2 separate regions of the Rattus norvegicus genome follow, and region 2 is linked to region 1. A link is a contact called in public Hi-C data. All regions are on one chromosome and are shown on one strand. The core of a region is the stretch at or near the end of the contact, and the rest is flanking DNA. Distances in the headings are between cores, read along the strand shown. Region 1 holds the start of Cenpu (centromere protein U). Region 2 overlaps LOC120097420 (a long non-coding RNA gene).

Region 1 (6,631 bases), core at 2,870-5,369:
GGATCAAGGCAAGGGAGGCGGGGTGACTGGTGTCAGGAGGTTCTAGGCCAAAAATGTTCTGGAATTAGATAGTGGAGATGACCACATGACTCTCGTGAACTAAGCGCGGTTGCTTCCAGCCATGGAAAGGGACTTAGAACACTGACCGAAGGTTTCGTAAGGTTCTTCTTCCTCGAGTTCTCTCAGCATGCTTGAGACATCGGATGTATTAGGAAAGTCGAACACATCCTTGCGCTTGGGCTTCTGACCAGCTTTCTAAAAGTTAATAAACGCAATCACTGAAACAGCCAACTGTTTTACTGTTTAAACTCACCTCCTAAGGACAGGCACTCTAGCTAGTCCTACAATCAATGGAGACACCTGAACCCAGACTGCTCTGATGATCGGAGGCAGGGAGGGGGGAACCATTTCAATGGAGACCAGAGAGCAGACATCTTGGCTCTGTGGACCACTAGGCTTCTGTGCTGTTACATACGGAAGCAGACATTGACAAGACAGGAAGGAATGACCGTGACTATGTTTCAACTGAACTTGACTGAGAGTTTCCTATCATTTTCACTGCTCATTCTAAGTCAGCGTTTTGTTTTTGTTTTGTTGTTTTCTTTTTTGAGACAGGGTCTCACTATGCATGCAGACTGGCCTTGAACTCAACTCCCGGAAGTCTTCCCAAGTGCTAGGATTATAAATAGGTAAGAGCCTTCACTTCCACCTATTCAAATCATTTTAGAATGCAAACAAAACAAACAAAACCCCTAACATTCTTGGTTCACAAGGCTGCACAAAGACAGACGGCAGGCTACATTTGGCCCTCAGGGTATCGTTTACCCAATTCCTCGATATAGGAGAACCTGGGATTCCCCTCCCCTGAAAAAGGACACGTGCCCAAAAGCTCATAAGCAGTTTTAAATGCATGCCAGGATACAGCCTCCTTCCTACAGGACAGAGACCAGGGCTCACAGTTCAATCTCATTCAATACACAGATTAACCCTAAATCCTGACGAAAGACCAAGACGAGAAGATCTTCTATGGTGGCTCACAAACTACAAAAGGATATTATTACTAACAGATAAGGAAAGTCTGGAAGACATGCAATAGCTCTGGCAGACAAAACTCCAAGCCTCGGGGAAGTCATCGTTCCCAGAGAGCTAGCTCTACGGAGAAATGCCAAGGCACAGCAGAAGGTTTATTCTCAAGCCAAAGAGGCAGCCATCACCTGCGAGTCGAATGCCTCCCAGGCAGAGGACCTGAAAGCCATGAAAAACCATTCTAGACACCAGCATGGAGAAAGCCCCCAGGGCACAGTGGGTTCTAGCCACTCTGAGCAGTGGTGGGCAGGAGAAAGGAACAAGATCCCCCTGGGGACCCACCACAATGCTAGAGCCAGTTCAGCAGAGCAGGGAACCTACCAGAGATGGAGTAAGCCAGGGGCAAATAAGAACCCCAAAAGCGCTCCGACGGGCTAACCCCAAACCCGAAAAGCAAGCGCCCTCATCACACTAACTTGAAATGGCAATGGATAATAGTTTATCCATTACTAATTATTAGCATATTATTAGTTAATTATTAATACTGTAGCATGGAGAAATTGCTGATAAGTGAAAAAATGACATCTCAGGACATTATAAAGCTTTATGTGATGTCAATTATCTGAATAAAAATAATATCTAACTAGCTTCAGAAGAGAAGATGGCTCTAAAATGTTAACGAAGTTCCTTTTCTCCACCACGCTGGATAAAACGCTTTTTAAAGCTGCTATAAAAAATGTTTGTCAAGTGTGGAGGCAGAGGCTAAGGTGGTGATGGTGGCCCAGCACTCAGGAGACAGATACAGGTGGATTTCTGTGAGTTCAAGGCCTAGACCAGTCTACACAGTGAGTTCCAGGAGAGCCAAGGCTATAGAGAAACCTTGTCAAAATAAGAGAGAGAGAAAGAGAGAGAGAGAAGAAGGAGGAGGAGGAGGAGGAAGAGGAGGAAGAAGAAGAGGAGGAGGGAGAGGAGGAGGAGGAGGAAGAAGGAAGGCAAGTTTAAGAAAAGTCTATAAAAATGTGATTCCCACAAAATGATAGCTTTCAATGGCTTAAGAAAAAACCACATTAACAAAGATTACTTACCTGTTTCCTGGAATTTGTGCTTCCCAATGTGTTCCTTGAACGTTTTGCACTATTAAAACACAGATGACAAAAATTTAAAAGGGAAACTAGGAGGCATTTTAAGTAAATGGGAATAAACTGTGATCCTTCCCAGACAAGCCTTTCCAAATTATCTTCCTTAATGCTCACCCAGCAGAGTGGAAGCCATTACAATAAATCACTGGAGACACCTATCACTTTGTAAACCATCTCAGTTGTATTAGGTTACAATATAAAAGATTTATCGGCGCCACGCTCCCAGCATATAATGCCCCAGGAATTCTGGATGGGGTTGGGGGGGCAAGATTTCTCATTTCCAACCAACTCCGGCTTTAATTGATTCTCAGACCCGTACAGCATTTGCTTTGTGATAACCACAGACTGTGATTCTGGGTTCAGAAAGCTCAAGTGACTTCAGGATGGCCCCTGGAGACAGAAGTAGGTGGGAAAACCTGGAGGCATAAACTGCTTAGCCTCAACTCTTTCCATCTGTATCTTGTGTGCACTCCAAAAACAAAGAAATTTCCTTCTGCCTTTGGGCTGGAGTCCTGGAGCAGCTTCCAAAGGAAGGAAATCTCTATAGTAACCATTTATATAATCTCGCTGTATGCACCTGTGTGTTTTAGGAGTGATGGATGAACGGATTTCATAAATTTCAAACTTCAAGATGTTGAAACAAACAACACTGATTTAGCAGATCAAGTTTTAAGCTCCTTTCCCTTGCCCAGCGGTGGTGGCTCATGCCTTTAATCTCAGCACTTGGGAGGCAGAGGCAGGTGATCTCTGAGTTTATGGCCAGCCTGGTACAGCGTGAGCTCCAGGACAACCAGGGTTACACGGAGAAATTTTGTCTCGAACAACCAAAAATTAAAAGCACAAACCAGCATCCCCTGATAAGCTCCTTTGCCCTCTCCCTAAATTTCTTTGTTTTTAAAAGATTTTTATTTATTATATATGAGTACACTGTAGCTGTCTTCAGACACACCAGAAAAGGGCATCAGATCTCATTACAGATGGTTGTGAGCCACCATGTGGTTGCTGGGATTTGAACTCAGGACCTCTAGAAGAGCAGTCGGTGCTCTTAACCACTGAGTCCTTTCTCCAGCCCCCTAAATTTCTTTTTAAATCTTCCTCCCCACTGCTCCCTGAGTGTGGATCCCCACCAACTCTGTCCTGTGGTTAGCTACAAGCACCATCTTCCACAAGTAATCTTCCTACACAAGACCCGCTACGCAGGGGAGACCTTTCTATCCAGATCTCTACCAGGCTTTGGACACCAGACACGCCCAGAAGATCCTTCGCCAGGAGCTGGTCGAACTAATCTTTCGAAGCGGCTTAGTCACCTCTTTTCAGCGCACTTCTCTTTATAATAAAAAGATTCAGGCCGCACCCTGAATATCCTTTTAGGAATTAGGCAAGGCCAGTCCAAGCTCTAAAGAAACGGCTGCTTGGTCCCTCGCTAGAGATTTGGTTTGCATCAGAGACCATGTTTTCTATTATGAAAACAGCTGGGTCTTGGAAATAAAAAGCAATGACGACAGGCCAGAGATGATTAATATTTAATATTTGTCACATGAAGCGACGCTGGTGTCTGAGTTCCTCTACCACACAGCTTGACTCATGGAATTGTATCTCCTCCCCACGGTTCTAGGACCCGGGGCTGGGGGAATCTCTGGAACAGGTCAAGCCTATCCCGAGAGGATTTCGGGGCGGCAGCACTTACCCGGGGTCCCCCGAGTATCTCAAACTTCTCCGAGCCGCCATCCTACCATTCCCAAAACCCGGGATACCAAAACTCGCGCCTAGCCTGCCTTGCTCTGAACAGCCAATCAGAGCCTAGTCTTCTCTATGCTCCGCCTCTTCCGGGGCTGTCCCAGAGAGCCTTCTGGGCGAGAGCAGAATAAAACCTAGGCCTGGATAACACCCTGAAGCGGAGCGGAGTCCAAAGCAACCGGCTTAGCTGCCCCGGCTGTCCCTCCTACCCGATCTCCTGGTCACCGTTCCGGAATTTAGAACTCTCCGGCCTCTAGCGCGGGGAATGACCCCGAGCCGGAGTGGTTATGGGTGGACCCGAGCCAGCCGCCCGCCTATCGGAACTCCTGGGCTTCCGGGTGGCTTGTTAGCTGCTGGCTAACTGTCAAAACCTTCCCATTGCTAAATGGAGAAGCTGATTTTAGCTCCCTGTAGCAGCGGTTGAATGTGACACGCTATTTGTCCTCCATTCCAGGTTCTTTGTAAAGCGGGAAGGTCCCTTCTGGATCCATACTCATGATTTTGTTTTTAAAAATTTCTTGTGATACAAAAAAAAGAGTGAAAATTTGATTTAAAGGGGTCGAAGATTTAAGAGGTAAAACGGGGAAACAGAAGAAAACTGAGTCAAAACGTTGGACTTGGCAATGATTCTTTTTTAAGATTTATGTGTATGAATGTTTTGCATATATTTGCAAAAATGTTATACATTTATATATTATATACATTCATATATACACGTTGTGTGCATACTTGGTCCCTGTGGAGGTCAGAAGACCGCATCAGATACCCGGAAACTGGAGTTACAGATGGTTGTCAGCTTAGGAATGGAACTCAGGGTCTTTGGCAAGAGGCTCCAAATGACTGAGTCATGTCTCCAGCCCCAGCAATGATTTCTTGGTTAACCTAAAGCACAGTGGTGGTAAATGCTAGAGATGGGGTGATGGGAGAGATGGGTGGTTGTGCACAAAGGTGGATGTGTTTAAACACTTAAAAATGCTTAGAATGAAATATGGAAATTTTATGCTAAACATCTTATCACAATAAAAATATGCATGCAATCTAGTCTGGTGATGCATGCCTTTAGTCCCTGCAGAGGCAGAAGCAGGTGGCCTGGTCTACAGAGTGACTTCCAGGATAGCCAGGGCTATACAAACAAGCTGTCCCAAGCAAAGGTTATTTAACACTGTAAAAATAAAAAACACATTACTGAATTAGAACATAAACTATAGTTCCCAGGCTCTCCCATGAACGGTCCTCCCAACCTTAACTAGATTTTTTTATTTGTTTTTAGCATTTTTATGCTTTTCCGTTTTGATACGCTCCTGTGTATAATCATTGTATATTTCTATCTCTATAAATAACTTTTAGCAGGTTTTCTGCAAGTACCCTCACCAAAGCCATAATTTTAAAGTGTTACTTCTGCATGCAGCTACAGTTCATTAAGTAACTATTTGTATCACGTTTGTACTACGGTGCTATGGACACATCAGTTGCTTCCGTTTACTATTCCCAAGAGCACATCTACACACTCTTGTGCACACCTTCCAGGGCACGTGTCTGTGAGTGTCTAGGGACAGTCGGTAGAGATACCACTATGTAAGATGTGGTCCTGGTTTTGTGAACTGTAGACTGTTTCAACTCACCTCTCCCTCAACTCTGCATACTTGATGCATTTTAAAGAGTTTTACTCACCTGTCTACTGAGATGAAAAGCTTGTGTTTATGATTTACATTTCCCCTCAAGGTTATTCCTATTTCCTTGTCAGTGAACTGTGTGTCCACAATTACCCAGAAATCATTTGGGTGACTGCCATAGAAGGATAAATCACCTTGAGGGTATTGAAGGAAGTTCCTCACGGATGGGTAGAAATGGGCTTCCTGGAAGCAGGGAAAACTGGCATGCTTTGGAGAGCGGAGGCAACTCCATTTTCTGGGAAGGGGGATGTGGATAATGAACTTTTTATGCTTTGTACTTATAGCAGAAAGAAACCACTCAGTTACTAGAACAGGAAGGGATTCCTCCCTCAGGGGAAACAAGCAACACTCATCCAAACAGGTTTAAATCATTGAAGTTCTGAGTTTGTGTCACCAAAAATCCAAGGGTAGGATGTATGTCACACTGCTTTCTCGGTTTGATCCCAAGATGTGAGAGGTCACCGGAGCTCTGAGGACGTTTTCTTGACTTCTTGTCAACCTTAACCTCAGGCTGGGTTCTATACCACCACCACCAGCACCTCCACCTGGATGACCCAGGCATTGTTCTAAGTTTAATTCCTATCAGTTCATTGACCGCTCTAAATAACCCTCTGTGGTGGGCACTATAACCCCATTTTACATCTGCCAACACTAAGGAATAGCCCTGCCAATAGTTAATGTTTCTGCCTGCCTTTGCTTGACCCAGGGGTCTGGACCAGGTCTGTAACTGGCAGCTATGCTGAATCTCAGTTTTGAATCCCACCATTCATTCTTTCAGTGTGAAAGCCCAGAATTCTCAGGAAAAGGCCTGACATACATGTGCCTATCTGTGCTGCTCAAGTTTTTTCACAGGGCCTGACTGCATGCTAGGCAAACACTCTACAGTGGTGTTACCTCCCAGGCCCCCTTTTTTCCTTTTAATTTGAAGCATTTCATATTCTCACTTAAGTTGCTCAGGCTGCTTTGTGATCCTTCTGCCTCTGTCTCCTGACTAGCTGGGATCACCAGGCCAAGTCAGAATATTAATTGGCATGTTAGCCATAAACAAACAGCATT
Region 2 (6,631 bases), core at 2,949-5,448, 230 kb after region 1:
ACCAACCCTTTTGGGAAATCTCACTACAAACTAGAAACAAACTGAGAAGAGCTTTGGTCAGTGAGTCTGTAGCCATCGAGAGTATGTGTGTTGCGGGGTGTCCTGGTGGCAACACCTCTGCAAGATACATTCTCACCTAGCGCAGGTGAGTGGTCCCTACGAGCCCCAGACAAGACAGCAACCCTCCTCACCAGGTCTCAGGCCTCCTGTGTTCCTGGGAACAGGGACACACTTGAGCCATCATGCCTGTGTGGCAGGCTTACTAGCCCCTAAAGGTATGCATGGCCCTAGTCTCCAGAACTGTAGACCTTTAATTTCCATGTCAAATGGACGTTGTAGCTTGGATTAAGGGGATTGCAATGGGCAGGAGGGTTCCTTAATTATCTAAGTGGGTTCAGTGTGATCACAAGTAGTGATGATGGAGGTGGTGGAGGTGGAGGTGGTGGTGGTGATGGTGGTGGTGGTGGTGGTGGTGGTGATGGTGGTGGTGGTCATGGTGGTGGTGGTGGTAGTTGTGGTGGTGGTGGTGGTAAAGGTGATAACAGTGGTGGTGGTGGTGGTCATGGTGGTGGTGGTCATGGTGGTGGTGGTGGTAGTTGTGGTGGTGGTGGTGGTAAAGGTGATAACAGTGGTGGTGGTGGTGGTGATGGTGGTGGTGGTGGTGGTGGTGGTGGTGGTGGTGATGGTGGTGGTGACAGAGATGTGCTTTGGAGAAAGGTGCAAGGATTACCCTAAGAATATAAATATCTGAAAAATAATCTCCTTTGAAGCCTTCACAGAACAGCAACTCTGCAGTTGGCATAAGTGAAATTGATTTAAAATTCTAAATCTGTGTCATTTGAAGCTATTCCTGGTGTTCACAGCACTCTTTTACAGAAACAGTGGAGAATGGATATTCATAAGACGAGACCACCCTTGTTCACTTGGAAACAGCTGGGCCACCAAGACAGGTGAGTGCACTGGAGGGCCTGCTCATACAGTGCTGTTGGGAACTGCCCGGAAGCTTCTTTGGAACACTGTCCTCTGATACACTTCACTTGGAAGGAGTTGGGGAAGCCAAGTCCTGTACTCAGGAACATCTGTTGCTCCTGTGGAGTCCGTAGAAAGTGTGAGACCACACCTATCTGTACGGCCCTCAGTGACTCCTTTCTTTGGAAATAGCATAACTTAGCCAATGTAGAGTCAAGTCAATCGAGTGAGGGCTGCCTGGAAACCTGATACACTTGTTCTTTTAAAGCATTGCAAAATCTCAAGGGTGTGCTTTCTCATATGTTCTAGAACCCCTTGATCAGATTTAATTAACATGGTTGACGTATCTAGTACTTGAGCAACTCAGCCTGTGCCTCAGGTTGGACCACCAAGGCTACTGTTGATGCCTGGCCCTCCTCTCCAGCACACGCTTTGGACCACCACACAACAGAGTTGCATACAGCAGTGGTGTCATAGAGCTTGGATTTCTTGTATCTCAGTTGAATGTTACCTAATATTCTAACTTCAAATAACGAGCAGCTAAGACAGAGACACTGTCATCAGATGCCCTGGCCTCCAGGAAGTCCACGCGGATGCAAGATGTATTGTGGAGATTTCGGGTATTATGGTCCTCGTTTTTGACAGCAAGGCACTGTGACCCATTTGACAGTTAGGTGCTATGGGTTAGATGACAATGTAGTGAGTCAGGCTACGTGGATTTGGTCACAAAGTCATAGACCCAGCATCTTTCTTCCATTTGTCTTCAACTTAACCCATGCCCTGTTGACTTGCATAATTCGCCAATTTATTAGATAGTTCATCCAATGAAAGTCTTGCTTACGTTTTATGCAAAAGAGCAAGGTCCTCAGAGTCTCACGTGTGAACAGAAGACACTGACATTTGATGAGCAGGCTGCACAGTGGGTGAGACATACAACGGCCATTTTCAAATGATGACTCTATTACTGAATATAACCATGGGAGTGCTGAAGGGATTGGTGCCTGGGTAACTTGATGAACTACTCCAGTCTGTGAGAAATCCATATAAATACATCTCGGTTCTAACAAACAGCCCTAGGAATAGAAGAATATGTGGGTGGGTGTGCTGGTGGTTGGCAGAAATATTAAGTGTGAACGGGTGAGTGCTTTCGAGGGGCTTAAGCCCTCACAATGTTATTATAGAAGACAATATGAATATTTTCTAAAATTCAGTGTACTGTATCATAATAGCAAAATAATTGTGACTATAGAGTCAAAATAATTAAAGTGTACGTAAAACACAGAGGGCCATAGGAGTATTTTTAATGGTGAGGGCCCACACTGTTTTTGAAGGACTCTAGTTCAGTTCTTAGCATCCATGTCTGGGGACTGACAACCACCTGTGCCTCCAGCCCCAGGAGAAGTGACCCCCCCCCTCTTCTGGACTCCACAGGCTCGTCTACTCACATGTACACATAGCCCACACACACAGACATCATTTAAAATCAGAGATATTTTTAATGTGCAGAATAAGAATAAAGTAAGAATTAAACTAGAAGTGATGGGAAAACTTTATATTATACACAAATTTAGGTTTTAGTTTAGCCATTAGAAATTACCAGTGGGGACTGAGAAGAAAGATAGTTCCACAGAAAGTTATCCAAACTAAAGTAGTATGCTAACAGAAATTTTTTTTTTCATTTAAAATTCTGAGGTAGAGTTTCTGGTGATAAATGTGACTTATTGGTTCCTAAATATATTCATCCATAAGGGAACTATACTACTTCTAGCCTGATAGCTTTTAAACAAAGCTGAAGCTAAGCCAGGAGTGGTAGTGCATGCTTTTAATCCCAATAGTTAGAAGGGAGAGGCCGGCAGATCTCTGTGAGTTCCAGGATAGCCAGAGCTGTGATACAGAGAAACCTGGGTCTGGAAAAACCAAAAAATGAAATAAAATAAAAAGTAGAGGGGGGTTGGGGATTTAGCTCAGTGGTAGAGCGCTTGCCTAGGAAGCGCAAGGTCCTGGGTTCGATCCCCAGCCCCGAAAAAAAGAAAAGAAAAAAAAAGTAGAAATAAATTAAGGCTAACATAATAAATATTGTGAGACAAAGCTGAATCTCAGTGAATGAAGCCTTGCCGGAAAATTCTGCTTGCAGCAAAAGGCGTCCTGTTCAATATGAGTGGTAAATTTAGTCAACTACAAAGCGCGCTAAATTCAATGAATCAATCATTAGGCAAGTGGCGCGTTTACAGATGAAACACTGACCAAACGGTTTTCACTAAATTTCCCGAAAACCTTTCATATCCTTGTAAGCACAAGAGACCTGATTATGTAGGAGAGCTGCTGGCAACCAACAGTAAACTTAGTATGAACCAGCCATGATATCCCAACAGCTGTTGTACTAATGATTACTGACGCAGGTCCATGACAGTTTAAAAAACCCAAATGAGCCTGTGTTCCACAAGCAGGCCATCTATGTCCGAGGTTCTCAACCTGTGGGTCGCCCCCCCACAGGGTTTCCCTAAGACCATCAGAAAACACAGAATCATATTTACATTATGGTTCATCACAGTAGCAAAACTACAGTAATGAAGTAACAGCAAAAACAATTTTGTGGTTGGGGGTCACCAGGACATGAGGAACATGTATTAAAGGGTCGCAACATCAGGAAGGTGGAGAGCCACTGATCTTTGTAGCTTCTCAGTGCCACTACAGGTCGCCATGGAAAACAGGTTCAGCTGTTCCTTGTTCTGGAGGCTATAACGACATGGAGCTGAGAGTCGAACCATGGTGTTTGTACCCTGACTTTCTGTAGAGTTTGTTGTGTGGCTGACCTTGCCCAGGTCCAGATCCTGTTTCTGTTGTCTTCTCCGTCTCTCTCCCTTGCCTGTAAGGACACCAGCCAGGCTGGGTTAATGGCCTGTCCCTGCTCCAATAGGACCTCATTTTAACTAATTACATCTGTCGCAGCTCTAGTTGAAAGTAAGCCTGGGACGGGACATGATGCAGATAGGATGCAGTGCAACCTGTAGCAGCCGTGGCTGGCACTTCCCAGACAGCTCAGTCAGTGAAAGTTACTTCAATCAGTTCTCCTCTACCTCCTTAGTCTTTCTTTTCGAATGTACTTTAAAACTATATTTAGGGGCCAGGAGGTAGTTCCGTGGGTGAAGTACTTACAACGGCACAAATATGGACGCGAGATTTCTTCCTCAGAACCCATACATAGCTTGAGGCAGCTGCCCACGTCTGTGATCTTAGCGCCCCCTACCGGGAGACGGAAGGCAAAGGCATGAAGACGTTCATGGGCCTCTCGGCTTAGCCTACGAAGCAGGGAGCATGAAGACTTCATTTCAAAGGAGGTAACAAGCAAGAACTGACACCCAAGATTGTCCTCTGACCACATCGATGTGTCTACGCAGCTCGCACAACGGCAGGTGCGCCCATGCGAGCACGCAAACAAACGCATAAGACTTTAAAAAAAAACTTTTTGAATGATAGATTATACACACTCACCCAACTTACTAATACAGAAGCAGTTTTATCTGGATTTAGCTTGGGAAAGTCTGGCTAAAATCAGGTGTACCACAACCCCATCCCCTTTACTAGTCTGCTTGTGGTCTAATCCTATAGTCCTTATTTTCTAAGGGGGGGGGGTCTCAGGTTAATCTAGTTTCATTGTTTTCCAATGAAATTCTGTGGCATCCTGGAAAACACACGTATTTACTATAATGTTCTTCAAGGTTCATTACACAAATAAACTCGAGGGTGAGAAGACCTTCTTCTCCTTGAATGTGTCAATTTGGGGGTGGGAAATTTTTCACTGACTGCCAGAGCTAAAAAGGGGAAGGCTGTCGTGAACTTGGGTGGAAAGGTCTGTAGAGGGCTCTGATTTCTGGTGGAAAGCCAGGGTCAAGGATGAGAATAAATAGAGAACTGGGTAGAAAAAAGACCCAGCCCGTTTTCTGGCACTACCAGATCGGGGTTAGGAAGGACATGAAGATTTCATATGAAAACATTTTCACGGAAAGCTGACAATTGAAGACAGAGACACCTTCGCACAAGACGGTCCTTCCTTATTTCCTTTCTTGTAATTCAATGTCACAATTAGAAATCTGAAACCAAGACCAGAAAAGGAAGCAGCCCAGAGTTGGCACTGGCCAGGTAACATCCCCGAAGCTGAGGAGAAAGAGCCGGGCCAGGAAGTGTAGATTCCTGGTACCAGCTTCTCTCCTGCCTTGTCTCCAGAATGGGCAACAGGACCCAGAGCTTTGGAGTCCATTTTTGAAGAACAAACCAGTTGTCGAGAGCATATAGAATTAAGAAATATTCAGGACAGGAGGAGACTTTTCTCCTTAGAGGCAGACGTGTCTGAGATGTGTAGGAGGAGGTGAGAGACTGAGGGCTGGGGGAGGTGGGAACCCGACAGGAAGCCATGTTCACAACAGCAAAAGAGGAAAAACTACCGACGAGTGTGGGACGGCCAGGGATTCTCAGTAACTGTCATGGAGGAACTGGAAGGGATCGGGACTCCACAGAGGAACATCCGTCAACTAACCTGGGCCCTTGGGGGTTCCCAGAAACTGAACCTCTGACCAAAACGCATACAAGGGCTGGACCTAGCTACCCCCAGATGTGGCAGATGTACAGCTTGGTCCCCCAACAACTGGAGCAGGGGCTGTCCCTGACTCTGTTGCCTGCCTGTGGACCCCATTCCCCTAACTGGTCTGCCTTGTCTGGCCTCAGAGGGAGAGGACATGTCTAGTGCTGCAGTGATTTGAGGTCACAGGGTGGGGGGACCTCCCCCTTCTCAGAGGTGAAAGGGAGGGGTAGGGAAAGGAGGGGTGTGAGGGGAGACTGGGAGGAGAAGGAGACTGCGATTGGGATGTAAAGAGAAACAATGAATGAATGAATGAATGAATGAATGAATGAATGAAAAACTAAAATAAAAACCAGTTGAAGAGGAGGACTGGATGTACCTGGTGCTGTCAGAGGCTTGGCTGTCCATGTGAAATGGTGCCGACTCTCAGAACTGACAGGGATATGAGTGAAGAGCAGCGGCCTATCCACGGTCTCTAGAAGGCGTCAGAGCAGAACCTAGATGGGAAAGGAAGTATGACTGGAGAGATAACTGGAGAGGCTGACAGGAGGATGTCCTCAAGTCCAGGCTGCCCAGCCAGGGTCTCCAGAAAGCACCTCGGGCATATTCGGTGTTGTTTGTACACCAGTGGGGCGCCACCAAGCTCTAGGGAGGAAAGCGATGCTATCTGACACTCAGCCTCATTTGGACCCTTTCGGGAGGCTGACACAAAGTAAGAAAGTGGATGTCAGGTTTGAGACAAGCCTGCTGCTCCATTGCATCTGAAGGGAGCTTGAGCAACGGGACCAAGGCAGGGGCATTCATTGATGGGAAGTGGTGAAGCTATGTAACATAGGGCTGGTAGCAGACACTTAGAATTCTAGTATTTAGGAAGTAAAGGCAAGGCATTTTGACTTCAAGGCCAGAATTAGTTATATAGCAAGGCTGTTTCTCAAAGAAATAGGCCGGGAATATAACTCACTCAGAGAGCACATGCCTAGAATGTATGTACAAAGCCCTTGGTTCCGTTACAGATTTATTTATTATCTATGAGTACACTGTCACTGTCTTAGACACACCAGAAGAGGGCATCAGATCTCTTTACAG

The links. A called contact is a pair of places that touch in the nucleus more often than the background predicts.
Region 2: a contact with region 1 is called in a Hi-C map of liver, with 6 times the contacts expected there. The contact joins the enhancer-like site here to the promoter of Cenpu in region 1. A contact is called at or near these places in 12 of 12 Hi-C or Micro-C datasets (the A7r5 cell line, the Rat2 cell line, Schwann cells and 7 more) and 1 of 1 datasets of contacts at active chromatin or transcription factors (oligodendrocytes).

The regions. Positions count from the first base shown.
Region 1 is chr16:52,467,543-52,474,173 of GRCr8, forward strand. It overlaps Cenpu (centromere protein U), which reads right to left and starts at 4,120. Exons shown (of 13, transcript NM_001025673.1): 1 at 3,853-4,120; 2 at 2,112-2,160; 3 at 147-255. The coding sequence starts at 3,893.
Region 2 is chr16:52,702,228-52,708,858 of GRCr8, forward strand. LOC120097420 (a long non-coding RNA gene) reads left to right here. Exons shown (of 3, transcript XR_005494792.1): 2 at 877-950; 3 at 4,162-4,722. Among named protein-coding and RNA genes, the nearest start is that of Helt, 18 kb to the right of the region's middle. Within about 2 kb of position 4,199, at least 5 of the 93 cell types and tissues checked have an H3K27ac peak or open chromatin away from gene starts, as enhancers often do. A contact at or near this core is called in liver, where this site is marked.